Regions from separate parts of the Zea mays genome. Here all the other regions are linked to region 4. A link is a contact called in public Hi-C data. All regions are on one chromosome and are shown on one strand. The core of a region is the stretch at or near the end of the contact, and the rest is flanking DNA. Distances in the headings are between cores, read along the strand shown.

Region 1 (2,700 bases), core at 39-2,538, 270 kb after region 4:
ATATACAGATAAAAATGGAGGCACATACACTAGAAGCATACATAATTATAGGGAACAGTACCTCCAAATGGTGCATCCTTCTAGCCTGCCACTCAGACCATTGTTGCATCAATTGCATAAGCTTTCGTTTGCTTTCCCTGAGATATTAAGATACCAATACTATTAAAAGATAACCAAATGATTTACAAATATTTTCTGGAGCATGAAAGTTGGTACGACAAAATGTCATGTGCTACCATATATATTAGTGAGAATGGAAAGCATCTTGTAATTAACCTTGTCAAGTCACTGTAGATGACACGAACAGAAGGTTCCTTTGATTCCACACGGGCTCTTTTAACTCCTCTTGAGGCTAAAAATGCCACATCAAGGAACAACAACAACTATAAATTCCCCCCAGATCACAATAACATGTTTAGGGTCCCAGGAGTATAAGCAAGAGTCTGCACTTCTTATGCAAGTACAGTTCCAAGGATTCAATGGAAACAAATGAATCTTCAGAAAACATAGACACTTGCAGTTGCACAAGTATATTAGAAGAAATACATAATATTCCATTCAATAGGATACGACTTTCTTCAATAGAGATGCTGTTTGACTCATAAATTATTTCATTTTCAGTCCCGTCCCCCTTGTCCAGCTTGACCTCAAAACCAATCACAGTCTGCACAGCTGCAACACTGATCTCGGGCTGAATGGAAGCATCTAATAGCTGATCCTTTCCAACCACTACGTCATCATCCGCGAGGTCCATATCTTCCACTTGCCCCTCTTCAAGATCCAGGTTCCCAGCAGATGTCTTGGGATTACTACCCACAGCACCAGCTTTCCCTTCTGGTTGGAGATCCGATACCAGAGGCTCCATCCCACTCACATCAGGAGCTTTAACCTGAACGTCTCCCCCTTCATCTTTCGCATCAGCCTCACAAGGTGCGTCAAGGCTGATGAACTCGTCTGATGCCATCTTTTTGCGCAGAAATTACACTATGCATTCAACATTCCCGACTGAATCTGCAGCGAACAGTATATACTCGTAATTATGTCAACCCAAAACACAGATAGCTTACGTTAGGGTTTGGGTCCGAAACCACGGAGAGTTCATTGGGTGCTCGGTTTCGCACGGCAGGAAGGAAAGGGAAAGGAAGGGAGGAGAAGAGATGGCATACCTTGTGTGTGCTCGTCGAAGGGGCCGACGAAGACCTGGCGTAGGGCGGCAGCGGCGTCCGCCCAGTCGTCGGCTCGTCGCAACCAGGAAAGGAAAAAGGCACGAGAGATACGGAGTGAACGTGGTGAACGGGAGAGTAGTACTCAAGCAGGTAAGATGGAATGGAAATTTGGTGCGTGGACTGGGCGGGCGATCCCGTTTCGCCTTGTGTCGAGATTTTTGCGATTATAGACCGTGGCAGAACGGGTCTCGCTGGAACGAAAAGAGAGGTGGCGGCTTCGCTCTAAGGGCCAGTTTAGCCGGCACAAAAATATATATCTCTACTACTTTATAAAATTTCATTGTAGGCGTCTACACCCGTACGTCACGTTCTGCCACCGCGCGTATGCCATTCTCAGTCGCCTCCCCACCGCGCTCCCCCAGAAACTGCGCCTCCCCCACCGCGCACATTCTATCCATGGCGCTAGACAGCCAACACGCGAGGTACCTCCCCCGCCGCCACAGAGCAAGAAGCCGCCCCGCCGCAGCAGCCTGCCGCCACCGCCGCCCACGGTAAGGCCATCCCCACCAACTCGAGCTCCTCTTCTTCCCACTGGCGCTGGCCGCCACATCCACGACACCCACGCCACTACGCTCCGTCTCTGACTTCTACTCCGCTCGACCATTTCCTGGTCACTGCCACCACCTACAGCACCATATTCCATTCAAACCCTAACTCGACCCCCCACCCTCTCTCTCGCTTCCTCTTCTCCCAAGATCCCATCCGATGTCTCTCGCTCCACCGCGGTGGATCCCTTCCCCCAAAGCCTTCTATTCCCCAGATCCAAGATGGCGCTGAGGGACAACTTGAGCTCGATGTGGGAGGAAGTTGGGGACGCCAATGACATCTTCACCTCCCCTGCGGCGCTGACGCCATAGCCGACGATGAGGAGGTCACCCAGTCGCTTCTCGTCGCAGTCCTCCTTGCTGTCGAGCAATGCTCCTGTAAGAAGTTGATTTCCCTATTCAATTATGCCACGAAGAACAACCCCGTTGCCAAGAGCCTCCCGAATCTTGAGATCCTCGTGAACAAGTAAGCTGATTCTGGTGAGATAGACAAGACATACGCTTATTTGCTTTGGAATTCGATGGCACACAATACATCGTCCCCTTCTTCTCACCCTCTATTCCATTGGTTTGGTTTGTTGTTAACCAGTTCTCTATGAAAAATGATGTTTTATTGTTCCACTTGGTGGCCTATTATCCTATCGCCCTTTGTCCCGCCGATCCGCGGCTGCCGCCTCCTCCTTCCCCTAATCATACCCCCTGTCCCGCCGATCAGCAGCTGTCGCCTCCCCCTGCCCCGCATCACGCGCGTCTCGCTTCCCCTAATCACGGCGTCGGTGACGTCCTCGAACGCCGCGGGGAGGCGGTGCTCGGGCGCCAGGCGGTAGTCCACGGACGCCACGACCGCCGGGCGGCGGCGGCCAGCGCCGCGCACGTGTTGTGGAACGGCGCAGAGGCCACGCGGAACAGGACGTAGTCGCCGTCGTGGA
Region 2 (2,733 bases), core at 193-2,692, 470 kb before region 4:
GTGTTCCCCACTTCAGCAAGCTCGTCTTCTCCACCTACGACTGGCAAGGAGGACCCCCTAGAGCAAGATGAGGGCACATCATCATGTGAGCGATTCAAGGATCTTTGCCATCTGTGGTTCGGCCTAGCCATCTGCAGCAATCGAACTGATGAGGCTCCCCTTCCACACCACAGTACAAGATATAAACTTCGTAAGTCCATTTATGGTGAAGCTCATTGGACAGCTATCATGTAATCCTAGCCGCTTCCCATATATTTATAGAGCGTATTAATTGGTCGTGGCCCATTACACCTTTAATCCCAATACGAGTTGGACTCTAATCTGAATTATTTGTGATTGTCTCTTGGACATATCTTCAACAGGTTGCTCATCCTAAAACGGCTAACACTAGTAGAATACGATACATTAGACAAGCTTGATAAAATGGAAAGATATGATGCAAGGTCTATCCCTGCAACCATTGCTCAGTGGCGATCTAGATATCCAGACAATCAAACTACCTCGTCATCTACCACTGACGCCAAAAACAAAGAAAGCGGCATCTTATAGCTGCACAATAGCCAAAAACCAAATAGATACCAGAACTGAATGTAATGTAGGAAAAGAGGCTTTGCAATCTGATAAAACAGAAGCAGCTGAGGGAGATACCTCGCTAATCTTGGTCGAAGTTGCAGCGTCAACAGTGGACATGTCCACATAGCCCTTCCCGCTACCGATCTGCTCGAGCACGCCATCCTTGTCGAAGACGACCTAGGTGGAAAAACAGGGACCGCCGGACCGGAAATCGATTAGAAAAAAAAATGAAACGTCGCGTATTTCCTATATCCTGTATAAGAAAGAGGAACCACGGCTGAATAATATGAACCGTGTCTTAACTGATAGGGCGGCGCTGGGGTCGGAGAGCATGGCGATGGTGTATCTGCACTTGGAGACGACGGAGGCAGGCGTCTCCCCGACGGTGGCGCCGAGCGCGGCGAGCTCTTGGCACTAGGAGAAGAGGTCATGGAGATGTGATTTCGGGAGCACGCGTGCGGACGGGAGGCGACGGATTCGGATTTCAGCAGAACATAAGGGCGCGGGCGCAGCGGTTCCGATGCAATACCTTGGCGAGGGTCCTGTTCCAGACGGTGACGCGGAAGCCGTGGCGGAGGAGGTTGGTCGCCATTGCCTTGCCCATGATGCCCAGACCCAAGAACCCCACCTCCATCTCTGATTGCTGGCAGCCTTCTTCCTCCGTCCCCTCTTCCGCGCACGCGCGGACGGCAGACCTTGTCTCTCCTCTGTAGGTGTAGGCGCTTGGCCCCTGTGTGCGCGTGTGCTTGTGGCGGACTGCCGGGCGCCGCAGCCACAGCGATACACTTGTGCTCCTCCCAGTAGCGCAGCGGTGTGCAGGGGCAAACCCTCCTCTATCTGTGTCCGTCCCAGCCAATCCTCGATTTTCTTCTGTATGGTACTCGTAGTGTTTTTTTTTTTGTGGTCTTGTCTACGTAGCGAGAGAAGCGCAGGATGCCTAGATCGCCACCGTCTACAGTGCATCGGACAGTCGTTGTGGCCCTTCAGTTATTTATTTTATTATCATCTCTATTTTAAATTCCACCATATAAATAGTATAGTCTTCACTGTAAAACAGTATTTTGTACGGTCAAATACACGATGTAATGGCTATAGTTTAAGTATGTCGCTGAGCACGTGGACTAAGGGAACATATTGGATCAGGCACGGGTTCGTTGGATCAGTGGCTATTGATTGGGCCATTGGTGTTCACTTACTCAGGTCCATAACTTGTGAGGCTGGTACGAGTGCTTGCAGTTAAGATGTATAAAGTCCAATGGAGCAACCACACCGAAGAAGAAGCTACAGGGGAGATCGAGGATTTTCTAAGCAGAAACTACCCTGAATTCCTATTAAAAAGTGTTGGTACATAACCATACCCCATCACACCCCTTGCTTTCTGCTTTTAAGATGCCATCATACCTCACTACTTAAAGAAAATTGGAACCTCTAGATAAGGATAATAGGGCTTCCTTCTGAAGTTGCAAAGAGGATGACATCCGAAGAGCTGGTTGGCAAAATGTCTCAAAATGTACACCACCCCTGTTTAGGCAGTAGAGTCACCCACCTCCTTACCACTTATAATCTCACCCAAATCTCAGGACGAGATTCTTTTTAGGGGGAGGGTTGTAACACCACAGGTGTTACTCAGGGTTTCTACTCTGTACCCACACCCTTGACCTATTATCACATGTGGTTTAGTTAAGCCCAAGATAACCAAAACTTAGCAATCAAATGGTTAGCAAGTGTTTATTATTCTAAGATGCCTACCTTAACCTTATGGTGCCTATAACAGAGAGAAAAGTTTCTAAAAAAACTTAAGTCTATTCACATGAGACATATGAAACAATGCATAAATCAGGTAAAAAGACAATGAGGATAACATTATCATGAGTTGGACTAATTATACAAGTTGAAGATTACCAAAATATCTACTAAATATAGCAAGGAAGTTTCCCCAAAATGAATCTAAAATAGCCCCAAATTGGATACTCAACTAAGGAACCCAAAGGGGGAAATCAATATTTTCTCTAAGTCTTTTTCATCCCATTTTCAAAGATCAACCGTGTTCACCTAGCTCCAAAACTCAAAAGCAAATGGTCCTATGGACAAAGTGGCACCTAAATACCTCAGACACACCCTGGTGAAGTTTGAAACTAAACCAAAACTGTTTGACACGCT
Region 3 (2,700 bases), core at 100-2,599, 300 kb before region 4:
TTGGTTTACAATAATCGAAAATGAGTAACCAATAGATATCACCTAACAAAAATAGCAAAATAAACATACAATAAACAAAAACTGAAGAGTAAATGTGCAAAAAGCTAATTAGTGGTATTGCCTTGAGTCAACCAAAAACACGAGCAGCAACTTTGACATCAATAATAGAATCGTTTAACCAACTAACTCTTCTTTAGGCTCATCATCATTGTCGAAGTCTACAGAAGCGATGGTGGTACCTTCACATACAAACAATTTCCTCAAAGCATCTTCGCTGCCCACATCTCTAGCCTCACTAGGCGAGCGAACTAAAGGCTAGTTTGGTGTGTGGCCTCCCGCGCCACGCCGTGCCTAAGCCGCGGCGGTCGAATCGGCCGCCACACCTGCTGCGGTAAAACTGTGGTGCGGCGTGACGGCTTAGTCGTGCTACCAAACAGCCCCTAAATCAGGATGTACAACAATATTAATTGAAGCATCGCCTCCAACCTGGTCAACCACCTCTCTGACTTCTTAAGAGATCAAGCCAAGTTCTTCTTGCAAAGCCATCCTAGGCACTAAATATTTTTAGCTATGCATCCAAGGATCCTACAAACACTATGCAAGGGAACGTTCGCCCTGGTCCTAAGTATCAATATGTTTAGCTACATCCAAGGATCCTACAAACACTAAATTCTAAATCAAATCATCAAGAGGGTTTATGATCAACCAACTCTGATTCAGACAATTCAACGTCTGTTGAATCATATTAAGTGTGTCTTTATCTTTTGCCATTATTTGATAGCTTAGAAAATTTAATAATAAATTAACACTAGCGATACAATATTGTACAAAATATAAGGATAAAAAAATTTAATAATGCATTTTAACACAAAACACGATGTCCTTTATCACTCACAAAATTTAAAACTAAGAAACAATTTATACATAAAAAGGAAACTCTTTTGAATTGGTAAACTGGACCGACTTAAATAGCCGGAGGGAGTAATTAAACCAAATGTTAGTTTAGTGGGTTGACTAGTCATAGGCTAAACTTAGAGGGTTGTCTACATTTATTATACATTTATTAGAACAATAATAAATATATACATACATACAAACTATATTTGTAGGTTAATTATGAATATATTTTTAATTAAAACGAATTATATTTTGAAATAGAGGGAATATTTGTTTGTGTCTAGGTAGCATTGCTTGAGGTTAGTGTTGACGGTAATACTATCTCCAGAAATACTATAGAGGGATTAGGGATAAAATAGGCTCGCCCAGCCTGGCAAGGTTTGCCTTGCACAGCAAGGTAAGGCAAAGCAGGCTGGCAACCGAACCAAACGCGTAGTTCATGTATGAAGACATCTCGTGTGGAAAATTTTATTTCTCCCAAACGCGTCAGACGAGAAACGACCGCGCCAGCACACGTGCACACGACACGACTGGGCAAACGCGAAACAAGCCGAGCCCGTAGATCGGCAGACGCGGATAGATGCTTTCTTGATCGAGTAATCGTCTTGTGATTGTTTATAGAGTAAAGTTTGAAAGAAAATAGGTAAACTATTGTCCGCTAGAGATAGTTTAATGAAGTGTTTAGTTTATAGGGACTAATTTTTAGTCTATATATTTTATTACATTTTAGTTTGTACATTATCAAATATGAAATATTTTAGTTTACATATTTAGCAATCTAGAGACTAAAATATAATAAAATAAAAACACCATCTAAACTATGTCCAGCAGCCTCTCTCTATCACATTATCTATCTGAATTTCTATTTCAAACTCCATTCTATAAATAATACATTATACAACGAGTGTTTTGCACGTTTATGGACATGAGCATCTTCAATAAACTAGCTAAATGACTCGTCAAACCAAATTTTGGCTATTTAACGGTAAAACAACTATTTAACACACTAGCTATTTAACTCGTCAAGCTATCCGACTCTTTAAATTAACTACCTTACTAGATAAATTTAGCTAGCCACTTGACTATCTAAACTAGATAAATAAGATATTACATGTAAAATATAATTTTTATGAAAAGATAAATAGATGCTTTTACTAGAGATAGCTTAACGGCCCCGGACATTCAAAAGCTGAAGCGACACAAAATCGTACTTATTTTTATTTTTTCTGAAAAGGTACACGTACGCACAAAATCATACACATGAGCTAGACCGCCACTAGTACAGAGAAGTTCTATAGTGGCGGTTGTAAACCTATTTATAGTGTCGTTTTTCGTAACCGCCAGTGCTAGGGGCCAGTAGAAATCATCATTTGTACAGGCGGGTAACTGAGGACCGCCAGTGAAAATCGATTTTTACTGGCGGTCGGCGTAATAAAACCGCCAGTGAAAATCGATTTTCACTGGCGGTCGACGTAATAAAACCGCCAGTGCAAATCGTTTCCAGGAAACATAAAACATATTTTAAAAATAGTTAAAAAATTTATTTTTATTAGGCCCACCCCACCCGCCCGGCGCAAGTCGCGGCATTTTTCGCGCAAAATTCGCGCGCTACGCGGTTGCTAGTATTCGAACCGGCGACCTCACCCTCGCGCGTACCCTCCCCTACCACTCCGTCTATGACATGTCTTGGGTCTAGTTTGTAGTTGTTTTCTCCACATATTACAACCATTTGAGTGTAAATTGCTTATTTGAGACCCTAAACGAATTCAAAAAAACAAGTTGTCAACTACAAAGATAAATAAC
Region 4 (2,700 bases), core at 194-2,693:
CATCACCAGGCACCAAAATAAACAAAGAAAGAAAGAAATAACAGGGTAAAAGAAGAATTAAGAAAAGGAGGTATTAGTAACAGTAAAAAAGTAGTATGATGATAATAATAATAAGAGTGGAGTGATAACCTAGGTCATGGTTTTGGCACGGATTGACAATCTATAACTCAACTAAACAAACTACATAATGCCTTTACCATCTTTGGTCTCAGTAAGTTGGTGCTCTGACTGAGCTGGAGAGCACCCAACAGCCAAAAGAGCAAACACCCAGAACTCCCCCCCCCCCCCCCCCCCAAAAAAAATCCTTTCGCATGGACCAGAGTGCATTTTAGGTTCATACTTATCTACTTAACACATAAGGACAGGCCTGGCTCAGTAGTGAGAAGCCTTCCCACCGAATCAAAGATCCTGGTTCCATGCAGCTTCTCTGCCAAAATGCATGGATAAGGCTGCCTCAGTTATTCCGTACCCAAACCTCACTCATATGGGAGCCGTCAACACTGGGTCTGTCCAATTAAGACACTTCCTTTTTCTAGCAATTCGTGTCTCATCTCAGAATAAAAGGTAGTTTCCACATGTGTTATCCTCACCAAACCAAACTCAAGCTGGAGCTCTCAGTCCGAGAGCTACTCAAATCGACAAAATGACTCATAGGCAAACTTCCTGTTTCTGCACTCATTTGTACAAACTACTGATACTAAGCAAAACAGCAACAGCAGCACTAGCATAGCAATTACTAGTTCACTACTTCAGCCAGTCATCTGAATCAAACCAAAGCAAAGGTTTCAAATGTCTTGCAGTCTCAAACCGGCAACAACCTAGGCATGGAATCTAAACCTTAGCAAATGACAAAACTCTAGGTAGCAGAATCAAAGCATTAACACACGCGCACCTAGCGAGGGCAGGGATGCGCGGGCGCTTGGGCGCATGGTCGTCGTTGTCGCCGCCGCCGCCACCACCGGTGGGGTCCAGCCCGCGCTTGGACCCCGACCGCTGAAGTCGTCCCGGGCGCGGCATCGCGCCCGAATCCTGACCCTTAGCCTCCCCCTCGGCTCCCAGTGCCCTCCTCCAGCCTTCTGATGTGTGCCCGTCAGATCTGCGCCCATTACAAACCCAGGTAAAAAAAAACCCGAATAATCACCATGAATGCAGGAACGCAAGCCGAAACGAAGAGAAGCGGCGCGGTACCGAATCGGCGTCGCCGGCGAGAAGTAGAACAGTCTCCCGCGGAATCGCGAGGCCGAACTGCGGAGAGAGATCTGTGCTCTGGACCTCTGGGGAGTGCGGCGGAGCAGGAGGCGAGCGCCGTTCTTCGGGGGGGGGGGGGGGGGGGGGGGGGGGGGGGGGGGGGGGGGGCTGTGCCTGTGGCCTATGCTCGCTGGGGGGGGGGGGGGGGGGGGGGGGGGGGGGGCGCTGTGCCTGTGGCCTATGCTCGCTCTCGCGAGCCTCCGCCTTTCTTTACCGCTCAAATGTGTTTGTTTACTTGCCGCCCTTCGCCTACCTGGCCGTGAGCCACTCCGGCACGGCTCTCGCTCACCGACTTTCCAGGCCCACGATATCGGAGGTCCGGGGCCTGACAGAAAATGACACGCAGGCCCTAGAAACATCGGGCCCACGTGTCAGTTTGTGGATGGAATAGTGGGGGTTGACAAGGTGGTGACATGGTGGGGTGCATGAAGCGGCTCCGCGCAAAGATGGCCAATCAGAATACGGATGGCAATGGGTACATTAATTATTCGGTTCTATTCAATTTATATGGACTAAAGAAGATTGATATTAATTGAGAGAGATTTTGACTTATTAGGGATTAAAACCCTCTGATATATATAGATTTGGTAGAATTGAACATATAATAAAGGGTTGTTTGGTTTGAGAAATCACTGCATCCAAGATGAGATGTATTGTGAGTTTATTCCTCAAATTTGGTCGAATGGTCTTATTCCTCGTGTTAGTACCAACTAACTAACTATGAGAAATTAGTTGGTGATGGATCAACTCACAATAAACCCCTATAAAACCCACGTGCCCACGGATAAAAACCATAAATGGTGTGGGTTTGTGTGTGATTTGTACCCGCGGGTACAGATGCGGCTTTGATTCTCAATCTAATGGGTTTTCTCGCGGGTATGAAAATATTGTATACGTTAACTCGCGTACTCGCAATGGATATATATATATACATATATATATATATATATATATATATTACGAGCTTTGTGCTTCCAATAACTAGAGGAAGCCTAGGTCAGACGGTGCAATCCGGTCGAGCCGAACCAGGTCCAGGCGTCTATAAAAGAAGACCCAGAGGGCTAGGATTCAGTTTTTCACGCCCCATCCCGATCCATTAGCGACGACACCCACCCAGGCGCGTGCGACGTCGGCGGTTGCCCAAGAGCGCGCGCGGCGGCGGACCCTCGGCCGGTGACTGTGGTGGTCACGACTCCCCAACCCGGACACGCGGTGGCGTAGGTTCCTCGATCCGGAGTAGTGGCGGCGGTTCCCAGGTCGGTGGCATGGTGGCGATGGCTCCTCGATCCAGAGGGCAAGCGACGGCGGGTGTAACACCCCTGGTGTTACGTGAACTAAAACTCTGACATGTCATCATAAGCATTTGCATTAACTTGCTTGTTACACTTAGAATGCATTAACTCTGACATGATCAGGTGCTTGAGGAGTTGCATCGTACCTATCCGATGGAAT

Evidence for each region. A called contact is a pair of places that touch in the nucleus more often than the background predicts.
Region 1: a contact with region 4 is called in a Hi-C map of leaf, with 2.5 times the contacts expected there. The contact joins the promoter of LOC100282695 here to the promoter of LOC103653644 in region 4. A contact is called at or near these places in 7 of 25 Hi-C or Micro-C datasets (bundle sheath, ear, endosperm and 3 more).
Region 2: a contact with region 4 is called in a Hi-C map of ear, with 2.3 times the contacts expected there. The contact joins the promoter of LOC100282207 here to the promoter of LOC103653644 in region 4. A contact is called at or near these places in 4 of 25 Hi-C or Micro-C datasets (bundle sheath, ear, leaf and 1 more).
Region 3: a contact with region 4 is called in a Hi-C map of tassel, with 2.9 times the contacts expected there. The contact joins the enhancer-like site here to the promoter of LOC103653644 in region 4. A contact is called at or near these places in 2 of 25 Hi-C or Micro-C datasets (ear and tassel).

What each region holds. Positions count from the first base shown.
Region 1 is chr4:124,463,059-124,465,758 of Zm-B73-REFERENCE-NAM-5.0, reverse strand. It overlaps LOC100282695 (nucleic acid binding protein), which reads right to left and starts at 1,288. Exons shown (of 9, transcript NM_001155602.1): 1 at 1,167-1,288; 2 at 571-1,011; 3 at 277-352; 4 at 62-137. The coding sequence starts at 964.
Region 2 is chr4:125,205,988-125,208,720 of Zm-B73-REFERENCE-NAM-5.0, reverse strand. It overlaps LOC100282207 (2-hydroxy-3-oxopropionate reductase), which reads right to left and starts at 1,442. Exons shown (of 8, transcript NM_001155119.2): 1 at 1,103-1,442; 2 at 877-987; 3 at 649-750. The coding sequence starts at 1,207.
Region 3 is chr4:125,039,485-125,042,184 of Zm-B73-REFERENCE-NAM-5.0, reverse strand. No RefSeq gene overlaps it. Among protein-coding and RNA genes, the nearest start is that of LOC103653645, 98 kb to the right of the region's middle. Within about 2 kb of position 1,349, at least 5 of the 20 cell types and tissues checked have an H3K27ac peak or open chromatin away from gene starts, as enhancers often do. A contact at or near this core is called in tassel, where this site is marked.
Region 4 is chr4:124,736,633-124,739,332 of Zm-B73-REFERENCE-NAM-5.0, reverse strand. LOC103653644 (Calmodulin-binding protein 60 C) reads right to left here and starts at 1,443. Exons shown (of 9, transcript XM_008680484.4): 1 at 1,189-1,443; 2 at 893-1,096. The coding sequence starts at 1,017.